Linked DNA regions of Zea mays: region 2 is linked to region 1. The links are chromatin contacts, called in public Hi-C maps. All regions are on one chromosome and are shown on one strand. Each heading gives the region's core, a stretch centred on a gene start, on an enhancer-like site or on the middle of the called end of the contact. The rest is flanking DNA. Distances are from core to core; before and after follow the strand shown.

The links. A called contact is a pair of places that touch in the nucleus more often than the background predicts.
Region 2: a contact with region 1 is called in a Hi-C map of leaf, with 5 times the contacts expected there. The contact joins the promoter of LOC100216656 here to the promoter of LOC100381274 in region 1. A contact is called at or near these places in 2 of 25 Hi-C or Micro-C datasets (endosperm and leaf).

The regions. Positions count from the first base shown.
Region 1 is chr9:32,756,877-32,761,935 of Zm-B73-REFERENCE-NAM-5.0, reverse strand. LOC100381274 reads right to left here and starts at 2,974. Exons shown (of 5, transcript NM_001195849.2): 1 at 2,770-2,974. It overlaps LOC103639869 (dnaJ protein homolog 2), which reads right to left. Exons shown (of 5, transcript XM_008662555.2): 4 at 5,005-5,059; 5 at 3,988-4,416. The coding sequence ends at 4,097.
Region 2 is chr9:33,044,263-33,049,853 of Zm-B73-REFERENCE-NAM-5.0, reverse strand. LOC100216656 (Signal recognition particle protein) reads right to left here and starts at 1,944. Exons shown (of 4, transcript NM_001143067.1): 1 at 1,714-1,944; 2 at 1,544-1,612. The coding sequence starts at 1,785.

The DNA.
Region 1 (5,059 bases), core at 1,725-4,224:
TTGGAGAAGTACCGTGCCCCATGGAGCTCGTCCAGCAGCTCGTCGACCACGGGAATGGGAAAGGCGTCCTTCACCGTGAGCGCGTTGAGGGCGCGGTAATCAACGCAAAAGCGCCAGGACCCGTCGGGCTTCTTGACGAGGAGGACCGGCGACGAGAAGGGCGAGTCGCTGCGTCGTACGATCCCTTGCTCCATCATGGCGGCGCACTGGCGTTCCAGCTCGTCTTTGTGGGCAGCCGGGTACCGGTATGGCCGGACTGCCACAGGCTGCGCGCCCGGCGTCAGGGTGATGCGGTGGTCGTGGGCGCGCTGCGGTGGCAGACCGGTCGGCTCGGCGAAGACGGAACTGAAGGAGTCCAGGAGTGCGTCGAGGAACTGCTCGCTCGCCACCGTGGCGCTGATTGCTGTGGGACTGGCAGCCGAGACGCCGGTCCAGCATATCGGGCGCCCCTGGAATTGGAACTTCATGCGCCGGCTGCCCAGGTCCCACACAATAGGACCCAGCGCGCCCAGCCACCGTGTGCCGAGGACGACATCGTACCCAGCGAGCGGCATGACGTAGAGATCGGCCGGGAACGGGGTACCGTCGATGGTGAGGGGGGCGTCACGGAGGACCCCGGCGCAGGTGACGCGCTCGCCGTTGGCGACCATGGCGGTGAGACGTGGCCGCTGGTGAAGGGGCAGACCCGTGCGCCGCGCCGCCGCCTCGGATATGAAGTTGTGGGTGCTGCCGGAATCGAGGAGGGCGACCAGCGAGGCGGCACCAAGCGCGACGGCGATCTGCATGGTGTCAGCCACAGGCACCCCGGCCAGGGCCTGCAGGGAGAAACAGGGGGCCTCACCGTCAGCGTCCGGAGGCTCGTCGTTAGTGTCTTCAATCTCCACGCCCTCCATGAAAAAAATGCGTCTGCAAAACCGGTTGTGGCCACGCGTGTACTTTTCATTGCAGTTAAAACAGAGGCCCATGCGGCGCCGCTCCGCCATCTCGTCGGGGGTGAGGCGCCGTTGATTGTCCTCGCCACGGCCCTGCTGGGTGGCCCTCGGTGGTGCAGGGAGCGCCAGCGGCTGCTGGGGCGCTGGAAGCGCTGGACGTGGCGCCGGTGCGGACAGCAGACCGCGCGAGGGCGCCCGAGGTGCAGGCTGCACCAGCCGGTCGGCCTCCATCAACTCCACTTGGCGCGCCAGGCTCATGGCTGATGCGAGCGACTCCGGGTTGTGGATGCGAACGGCATGGCTGAGTGGTGGCAGCAGGCCGCCGGTGAAGAGCTGGACGCGCTGGTGTTCGTCGAGACGACCGGCGCGAGGGAGAAGGGCCTGGAATCTATTTGCATACTCTTCCACGGTCCCTGTGCGCCTGCATTCTGCGAGCTCGAACAGCGGGGCCGAACGGAGGGGAGGTCCAAACCGTAAGTTGAGGAGGTCCCTGAACCGTCCCCAGGTTGGCGTGCCCTCGTCCTCCTGGAGTTGGATGTACCACAGCTGCGCGACGTCCTCCAGGTTGTATGAGGCCATCCAAACGCGCTCCTCCCCCATGGTGCGCTGCTGGCGGAAATACGACTCACACTTGTTGAGGAAGAGCATAGGATCGGACTTGCCGTCGTAGCGTGGGAAGTCCAGCTTCTGAAATTTAGGTGGGCGATCCAGATCGCGCGGCATCTCTGCGCGTCCCCCGGCGCCGTAATCCGACGTCGACGCCGACTTTTCCTTCATGGCGGCCATGTCAGCCTCCATGGTGGACATCTTGGTGGTGATGGCCCTAAGCATCTCCATCACGTCCTGCATGGACGGCTCGGCCATGGTGGCTGGTTGCAGGGCCGAGTCGGTGGAAGATTGGGGTGAAGGTGGAGGGCTGGTGTGGGTTGCAGCGGCTGTGGATGAAGGATTGGAGCGAGTGGGAGAGGATCGCCGGGATCGCGATACCAAGTTGTCAAGGGCGTCGAGCCCTTGGGTGGCCGGACCGCGGCTACGCAGCTCGTAGCCGTCGGCCGTCTTCTCCGGTGAGGTTATTCCCCTCAACCGTAGGCTTAACAGAGAAGAAGAGATTTGGGATATAATTCATGCTTGCCTTATTAAAAGAACCGCCTGCTTTATATATAGCCAGGCCAGCCAAACCAACTCCTATTTCTTCTCTATACTTATCTTCCTAAACAACTTCTTAACAACTTATCCCTATTTGCTAGCAGCGGCCAGCTCTGATCTGTTGCTGGCCGTGAGCTTATCTTCTAAACAAACCTCCAATTTTCTAGCTACTAGCAACTGCAGCTATTCCTGCGCCCTGATCTGCTGCTGGCCGACGCTCGTAGTGGTGATTTCCCGATCTTATCCAATGGAACCTGCGGCTGTTGCCTCTTGGGCGTGTTCAGCGCGCTCACGCGCACGCCGTATGTCACGGGTACGCCGTTGCCTGACGTAGGGGCGGCCGTACATGACATCGACATCAGTTGGTGAATTATCGAACAGCAACTACTATTATATTGTAAGAAACTGGAAAGACGATTCCGAAATCCAAGCACATGCACATTGATTTGTTCCTTTGGAGTTTAAATAACACCAGAATTTCCTTCGTTAAGATGTGGACTCCGGCCGGGCCATGAGCACCTGGAGCCGCCGCCTGCCCGCGACCGGCAGCGAGGTGAGGGAGGCCGTTCGAGCGGAGGTGGATAGGAAGCCCCAGGAGGCGCGGGCGGGATGAACAGGCGGCGGACCAAGAGAGGAGGAGGGAGGTCCGCGCGCCGGCGACGGACAGAATCCAAAATGGGTGGAAGCTCACCAGATCGGAGAAGTACTGCTCCGCGTCTTCTCCGTACCGGATCTTCTTCTTCAGCAGTTAACTACCCTCGGATCCGCGTCTTCTTCTTCAGAGGCGGTGGGTGATATAGGTGGCGACGGCGACGGCGACGTCGGTGGGTGACAGGATGAGGGCGGCGTCGGCTAGATCCAGAGGAGGAAGCGATACGAGGAGTGGAGGCTCCGCGTCTCCGCGGGTGCTGCCTGCCTGCCCGGCCTTCGGAGGCGTGAAAACCGGTCCGAACCGGATGATAATTCGGCCCTCTTTGGAATTGGGTCCACTCCAAAAAAAATGGTGGAGCTAGTAAAACAAGTTGAGATGGCTCCATATTTCAGCCCGGTGTAGTTTTAATTAGTTCAAAAATATTTTTAATCTAAATAATAAATAAAATGACTTATCTAAATGTTTTCTAAAGTCTTACAGTTTTAGCTCTACGATTTCCTGAAGCACCTAATTACCTGTTCCACCAACTTTACTAAATTTTTTAAAGTTAGAGTTATCACATATAGAGCCCAGGTGCTCCAGAAAATCGTAAAGCTAAAGCCACGAGAATTTATAAAACTTTTAGATAAATTATTTTATTTATTTTTTAATTAAAAATATTTTTAAATTATCTAAATTAATATTATAAATTATAGCTCCACACTAAAACTGGAACTGAAAGCCATTCCAAACACCCCCATTTCCCTTTTGTGTGCTTCTAAAGGCTGCTTATACCACAAAGGTGTTTTTTTCACACGGGTGCGAGGTGACGTGAGTCGGTCGGTTTTTGAGGCTTCCAAATTAAACTAGCTTAGAAGTGGATTAGCAGTGAATAAAGAATGTTTAAATGTACTAAGCTAATAGTTAGCTCGCGAAAAAACTGCTAGTAAAATTAGCTAGCTAACTATTAGTTAATCTTATAAAAGTAGTTAGTAGCTAAATTATTAGCTAGATTGTTTGAATACCTTTAATTAATTTTAGTAGTTAACTATTAGCTCTTGTAGTCTAGTGCATTCAAACACTCCCAAAGTTACAAAGCTGTGTAATACCCAAATAGTGAGAGCAATAGAAGATACAAGAAATAAGAAATATAAAAGGTTCATTGGATCACTTGTATTGTTATTCTCATCTTAGCATAACTAGGTCTATGCCCGTGCGTTGCTACGGGTACATTAAAATGCATAACAATGTTAGTGTCAATGTGCCATTATATAGGAACTAATCCTTAGTAATACTGCACTCTTGTAACCGAAGTATCATAAGACCAATACAAGCGGGTAAACTCAATAGTCGCCCAAAGCGAAACAACAAATTTGTCGCAAGCTGCCTACTGCTGGGCGCACTGCACCCTCTGCCCACCGCCTGGCACATTATCGTCCTCGTCGTAGGCCTCCTGGTGCTGCTGCTGCCGCCTCCGCATCTCCTCTTCGATGTTCACGTCGTAGGGCATCGTATCCTCACACTCGTCCAGCTCCATGTCAGTGTACTGTGATACTGGCTTGGGCGGGAGAACAACCTCTAGGGCCTTGCACTGCTCCGGGCTCAACGAGTCCGAGAACTCCACTGAGAAGTGGATGTACAGCTTGCCCTTTATGAAGGGCCTCTGATACATGGGCATGCCTTCATCGTTGATTGCCTTGAAAGAATCTGCACAAATTTAAAGTAATCAATGAGCATTGGCCAAATCACGAAGGCAGAATCATAATCATACGTCAGAATCACCCACCAGGCTATACAATAATTTTTATATAAAATATACGTGTCTATGTACTGTGATACTGAATGTAGTAGACTCGTGAGCCTCCGTCAAACTGAACCGGTTTCCGAGCTCGCCAGATACCCAAGCCGAGCCGGCGCGGCTCGCCATACCACCACCTCTACATGGAACTATGGATAGGGAAAAGTTTCAGGAGATACGGATGAACACATGAAGCTCATGTATCTTGTAGGGTCTCACTCACTGAGGTCGTCCAATATATAAAGAATAAATAGTCGTCCAATATATAAAGAATAAATAAAAAGAATACCATATTAGTTTTACTAAAAGGTAACGATGTAGTCCGAGAACTCCACTGAGAAGTGGATGTACAGCTTGCCCTTTATGAAGGGCCTCTGATACATGGGCATGCCTTCATCGTTGATTGCCTTGAAAGAATCTGCACAAATTTAAAGTAATCAATGAGCATTGGCCAAATCACGAAGGCAGAATCATAATCATACGTCAGAATCACCCACTAGGCTTCACAACTTCGCCATGGTTCAATTTGATCAGCATTTGCCTGTTATCCAT
Region 2 (5,591 bases), core at 695-3,194, 290 kb before region 1:
TTCTATTTAGAAGAGGTGTCTTAGTTGTATGGGGTGTGTCTGGTGTTGTTAGGCAAATGACCAAATGTAACAACTATGTACCGGGGTTTTCTCCCCCTTTCTTCTTCTTCTTAATACAAAAATACGCAGCTCTCCTGCGTATTCAAGAAAAAAAAGAGTGCTACAAAGCAGGACCTAGTTACAGGTGGGATGCAGATCCAAATAACACTATCTTGGATGAATCAGGATTGAAGCTCGAAAGGCTACGTTGGAAGAATCTGCAAGACGATGTTGATGAATAGGACTGCAGCAGAGTGCAGAAGTCAAGACTCCAAGTCCATTTCCCATATTTTATATAACTATGAAATTATGTTTAATGTAACTCAAACTAAATTATCCAGTTTCAGACTTTCGGCATATGGAAAATTTGATGTCTTCATTTTATATTAGTAGCAAATTAAGTAGTGAACCAAAATCATTTGGATCGTGTATCAATCTGTTTTTAATTGTCCCGGGATCATCGACCCAAACACACAAGGATCGCGAGCCTTAATATGTTGAACCGATCCGGGAACATTGATCCATCGTACTCAGATTCATGTATCCAAATTAAGATTCACGTCCCGAAGAGGTATACACCCCTCGTACCGTACTCTTTAAAAATATTAAACCTCGTCCCTCGACCCGAGAACTTTGTGACTATGGTAAAAATCTGCACCATTGCCATTTATATAAAATAACAAGTGAACCAGAGAAGCCTCGGTAGCGGTCAAATGCTTACCAAATACCATATATGTTTCATGTTTGGTTACAAGCACGTCTGTTCGTTGAAAAATGTTCCAATAAAATGCTGTCTAATAAAGCATTTACTCTGAAAGTGAACATCCCTCATGTAACTACCATTGTTCAATTATATATAGCTGAAGATCTATCATATAAAGGCAGTGTGCAGGGATGAATTTCAGCTATGAAACCTATACTTACATGGCTCCAATATATATTATTTAACCTTCAGCACAATTTGCTTACGAAATACCTCAAACTGTTGGGAGAAATCAGTTGTGCAACCATAATGCATTGTCACAAACATTACTTGATATATAAAAGAGTCACAAAAAAATATACATATACTATTTCAGTAACAAAATATATGAATACCTGAAGTTCATACAGATCCATCCAACAAAAGAACTTATGATCTAAGTCCAACAGCAACACAGCAATACTAATGTTCACTAATGATGCACAATTCTCAGATTTGGCATACTAAAGAATCAGATAGATCCTATTGTCTTTCATATGATTAACCAGGTGCCACTGGTTGCCCAATACATTTTCAGAATACTGAATTTCAGGGCACCTGCTCCTATATATCCAACCATCACATTTAAAAAATAACACATCTGACAACCTCTCACGGAACACACAACATAGATCCAATGGTAGGATCACTTATCAAGGTGTGTGATCTTACCCTTCGATCACCCAATTCTATAAGCTATAAATAACAAGTGTATCATCAATCAGCTCCTCTGAGTAAATACAGCTTAGGATAAGGTAGTACCTCGCGGTCATCAGTGACCTTGAGCACGAGCTTCCCCTCGCAGTGCCGATACTTCATCACGTAGCGGGTCTGCAGACACACGCGCACAAACAGGTTAGGTAGGATCAGACACACGGAATGGAGCAGGAAGGAATTTGGAGAAGAGAGGGGATCGGGCGACGACGGCGTACGGTGTTGGGGTCGGCGCGGAAGAGCTGCACGGACCGCTCCACGAACTCGTCCCAGGAATCCACGTACACCATCGCTGCGGCGGAAAAGGGGAACGTGCGGCGTGGCCGGATCTAGGTGGGGCGACCTTGCGGGACGAAGAGGCCGCCGCGGGACAAATACGGTTTGCTTTGCTGCTCGTCTTGGCCGCGGCGTGCTGGACATGCGTGCCGCAGATGAGTATCAGGTCATCCGCCTGCCACAACCCCTCCTGGCCTTTGGCCACCGTTTTCTATGGACAAGGGTTTAATTTTACCCCAAAAAACGCCCACACAAAGGTTTCACGGCTAGGAAAATCTTTCCATTTGTAAAGTATTTTTTGTGTCATAAGTTAAAAAAAATATATTTGTCATAAAATAGATTCGTGCATTCACGAGGGCATAAAATAAAAGCTAAAACTATACATAATATACATAAATGAGGATTTGTGCCATGGTTGTTGGCTCCAAACCCACATTAACACATACTTTGCGAATATAATATAAGTCTCTTTGTGTTTTATATTATATACTCAAACACAAACAGAAACTAGCAACATACAGACACTTTTGCTAGTATTACATATAATCTCTACTGCTAAAAAGAGCACGCGAAATCATTTCACTGCTCTATCGTTTATCTGAAAGGAGAGTGACGTGTGATATAGCGAGGTTGGTGAGTGTAGTGGTTTGACACCTTTAGGTATTGTTTGGGAACTCCATTTTTCCAAGTGATTCCTATTTTCATAAGGGGAAATGAATTAATTCCCCTTGGAAAAGGGAAATCCCTTGCGAAAATAGGGTTCCCAAACTAGCCCTTAGAAAACCTAAAACCACTACCTAGCCCATCAAATTCACTCCACCCAAACCTATCAGCCCAACTATATGAGATGGAGTGTTTAAAGAACTTCTAAGATCCCCACATCAAAAACAAATGTGGATTCTCAAACTTAACCATCTTACGAACCCAATTGATACTTTACCATCTCTAGTGATCCCCTTCCTAGAGTATTGCAAGAAGGATGGTCACTTGGTTGAGTTTTGCTTTAGGAGAAAGAGAGATGAGTGGCAGGGTTCTGAGGTGAGCAGCAGGAACATGTATCACCTCTCTCATGGTATACATGTCCCTCATAGTAAGAGGTGTCCTGCTAGGTCTAGAGATGCTTTGTCTCAGATTGCTAGGCCTTAAGTAGTAAGACCATATGGTGGTCAAGCCCGGTGTGGTGTTGGTCATGTGCCATTTGACCAAAGACCCCATGGTCGAATTTCTTCTCATGGTGATCGCTACCCCCTATGGGACTCATGATGTTTGACGTTTTTTTATAACGCTTTTCAGGGGCAAATTCCACAACACTATTACTCTTCTCAGTTTACTAACCCTAGTGTTGTGCCATTTGCTCACCCTATGTCCCTCTATTATGTAGGACAAAGGCCTAGAGAACATATGGCTCATGGATTCTAGATGTTCGTGCCACATGACTAGAAACACTAGATGGTTTTCTAGCCTCGACCATGTGATCGAAAAGGAGTACATCACTTTTATAGGATAACACTAGCGGTAAAAGTTGTCTCTTATGGCACCATTCATGTTCTCAAGGATGTTGCATTGGTTTCCAATTTGCATTTTTAATTTGTTTTCTGTTTCATGATTCCTTGAGGGCGGCTTTGAGGTGCATTTTAAGAACAATCTTTATCATGTTTTTATGGAAAGGGAGATCTTATTTGTCGAATTTTCTCATTTGGACGAGTTTTCCATGCTTTTGGCCTTTCTCGATATCTTGTGGCAGGATCTTCCTCTCAGATTTGAAAGCGACATACGAGGTTAGTTCATTTGAGCTTTGATCTTTTGGTTCAAATAAGGTGGCGTTTGGTTCACATATTTGTAACGTAATGGGTAACTGATAACACTAAATCATGTTTGTTTAAGTCCAACCATAATTAGATACCACACTAGAAATTGATACAGGCCTATTCGAACTTATTATTGCCGATACTCGGGTGTAAATCATTACTATTACCATTTACGTTACATTTCTTGAACCAAACAGCACCTAAGCTCACTTGGCCTCATCTAAGGATTGTCCAAGTTGAAATATGTGAAAGATATTGTTTGTCACCCTTGTCATCATGGAAAGATGGTTGGTGCTTCACATCCCCTGGTCACTAAGGTGATGACCAAGAAAACTGGCAAGTTGCTTCATCTAGACTTAGTTGGTCAAGATTGGGTTTGTTCTCTTGGGGGTAAGTGGTATGTTTTAGCGATTGTTGATGGCTTTTCTCACTACTCTTGGTTGTCTATGGAGGCGTAGAATGAGGCTTTTTCTCATGCTCAAGATTTGATTCTTTGATTGCAAAATTAGTTTCCAAAGAATGCCAAGAGAGTGATCCGCGGTGACAATGGCACATAATAGCTTGCCTTGTGTCTAATCACATTTCCCTCTAAGCTTTCTTGAACAAAACTTCTTATGAGTTGCGATCTGGACGACCACCCAAAGTAAGCCATTTTAGGGTGTTTGGATGTAAATGTTTTGTGCTCAAATAGGTTAACTTGGACATTCAAGTTACAGTCTTCTGACATGATTTTCCTTGGTTATACATTACATTCTTGAGCTTTATCGTATACTTAATCTTGAGATTAACATCATAGTGGAGACTTGCGAGGTCACATTCGATGAGACTATGCCTAGTACAACCTTTGTCTTTGAGCATGTAGATCATGGATTAGGATGATCTTGAGCTGTCTCCATTGGTTGCCCTAGTCGAGCTAGTTTCCACTACTTCTGTTGATACAGCCAACATCACATCTTCCACCACTTATAGGATCTATTCAAGTTGGTGCTTGTTAAACATGTAGGGGATCAAGTTGTTTGAGGGGGAGGCATCTTTTTTGACGGAAGGCCTTGAGGGGGTGAATAGACAACACCTAAAAATCAACACTTAAAACAAACTAAATCCTAAATTAGAGGTTAGATCAATATATAACCAATAGGGAGAAGGAAAATGAGAAGGAAGTTCTCTTAGACTTGTTGCTCTTATGAATATAGAATTTACTTTGAGAGCAACTCTATTGATATAAATCAAAGTCCAATCTAGAGAACTTAGAGAGAAAAATATACAAGAACAATTGCAACAAAAAGTAAAGAACACAAGAGATCCACAATTTTTTTGCCGAGGTTCAATTACAAAGAACCTATGTCCCTGTTGAGGTGTCCCAAAGGACGGGGTCTCTCTCGACCCTCTCAAGTGATCCACCGATCAAACTGAGCCCTCAGACACATTAGAAAGAGACAATATCCAAAAGGCACTCCACAAAGTCTGAGCCTCTTGCTATTTTTTTACAACAAAGTATAACTAACAATCAAGAGCGAAAACACAACAACAATATTGTAGGATCTAGAACACCGGCTAGAGGGGGGTGAATAGACGGTTTTGACTAAAATAAAAAACACTAGAGAAATTTAATCAATATGACAAGAGGTATAAATTCTCTAGTGACAACAAGTAAGCAATATATGAGAAACAACTATGGTAATTGTATACAAGAAAGACAATATGTGAAATACTAATTACTTGCACGGTAATAAGTAATGCAAGAAGAGAAAGACACCGGATTTTATCCCGTGGTATCGATGATTTGCTGATCACCCCTAATCCACGTTGAGGTGGACTTCAAGCTCTCACTTGCTCCTCTATCAAGACACGGCTTGATCTTTGAGCCAAGTGGACAAGAAATCACTCAATACCTCGTTTTCACTAGCGTCGCCTTTGCCGCTCCAGCGAGGTATGTGTGAACCCCTCACAATCGACACCGCGGCTTCTCCACAATCTTTTTGGAGAGCTCGATGGAGACAACACCCAAGCCG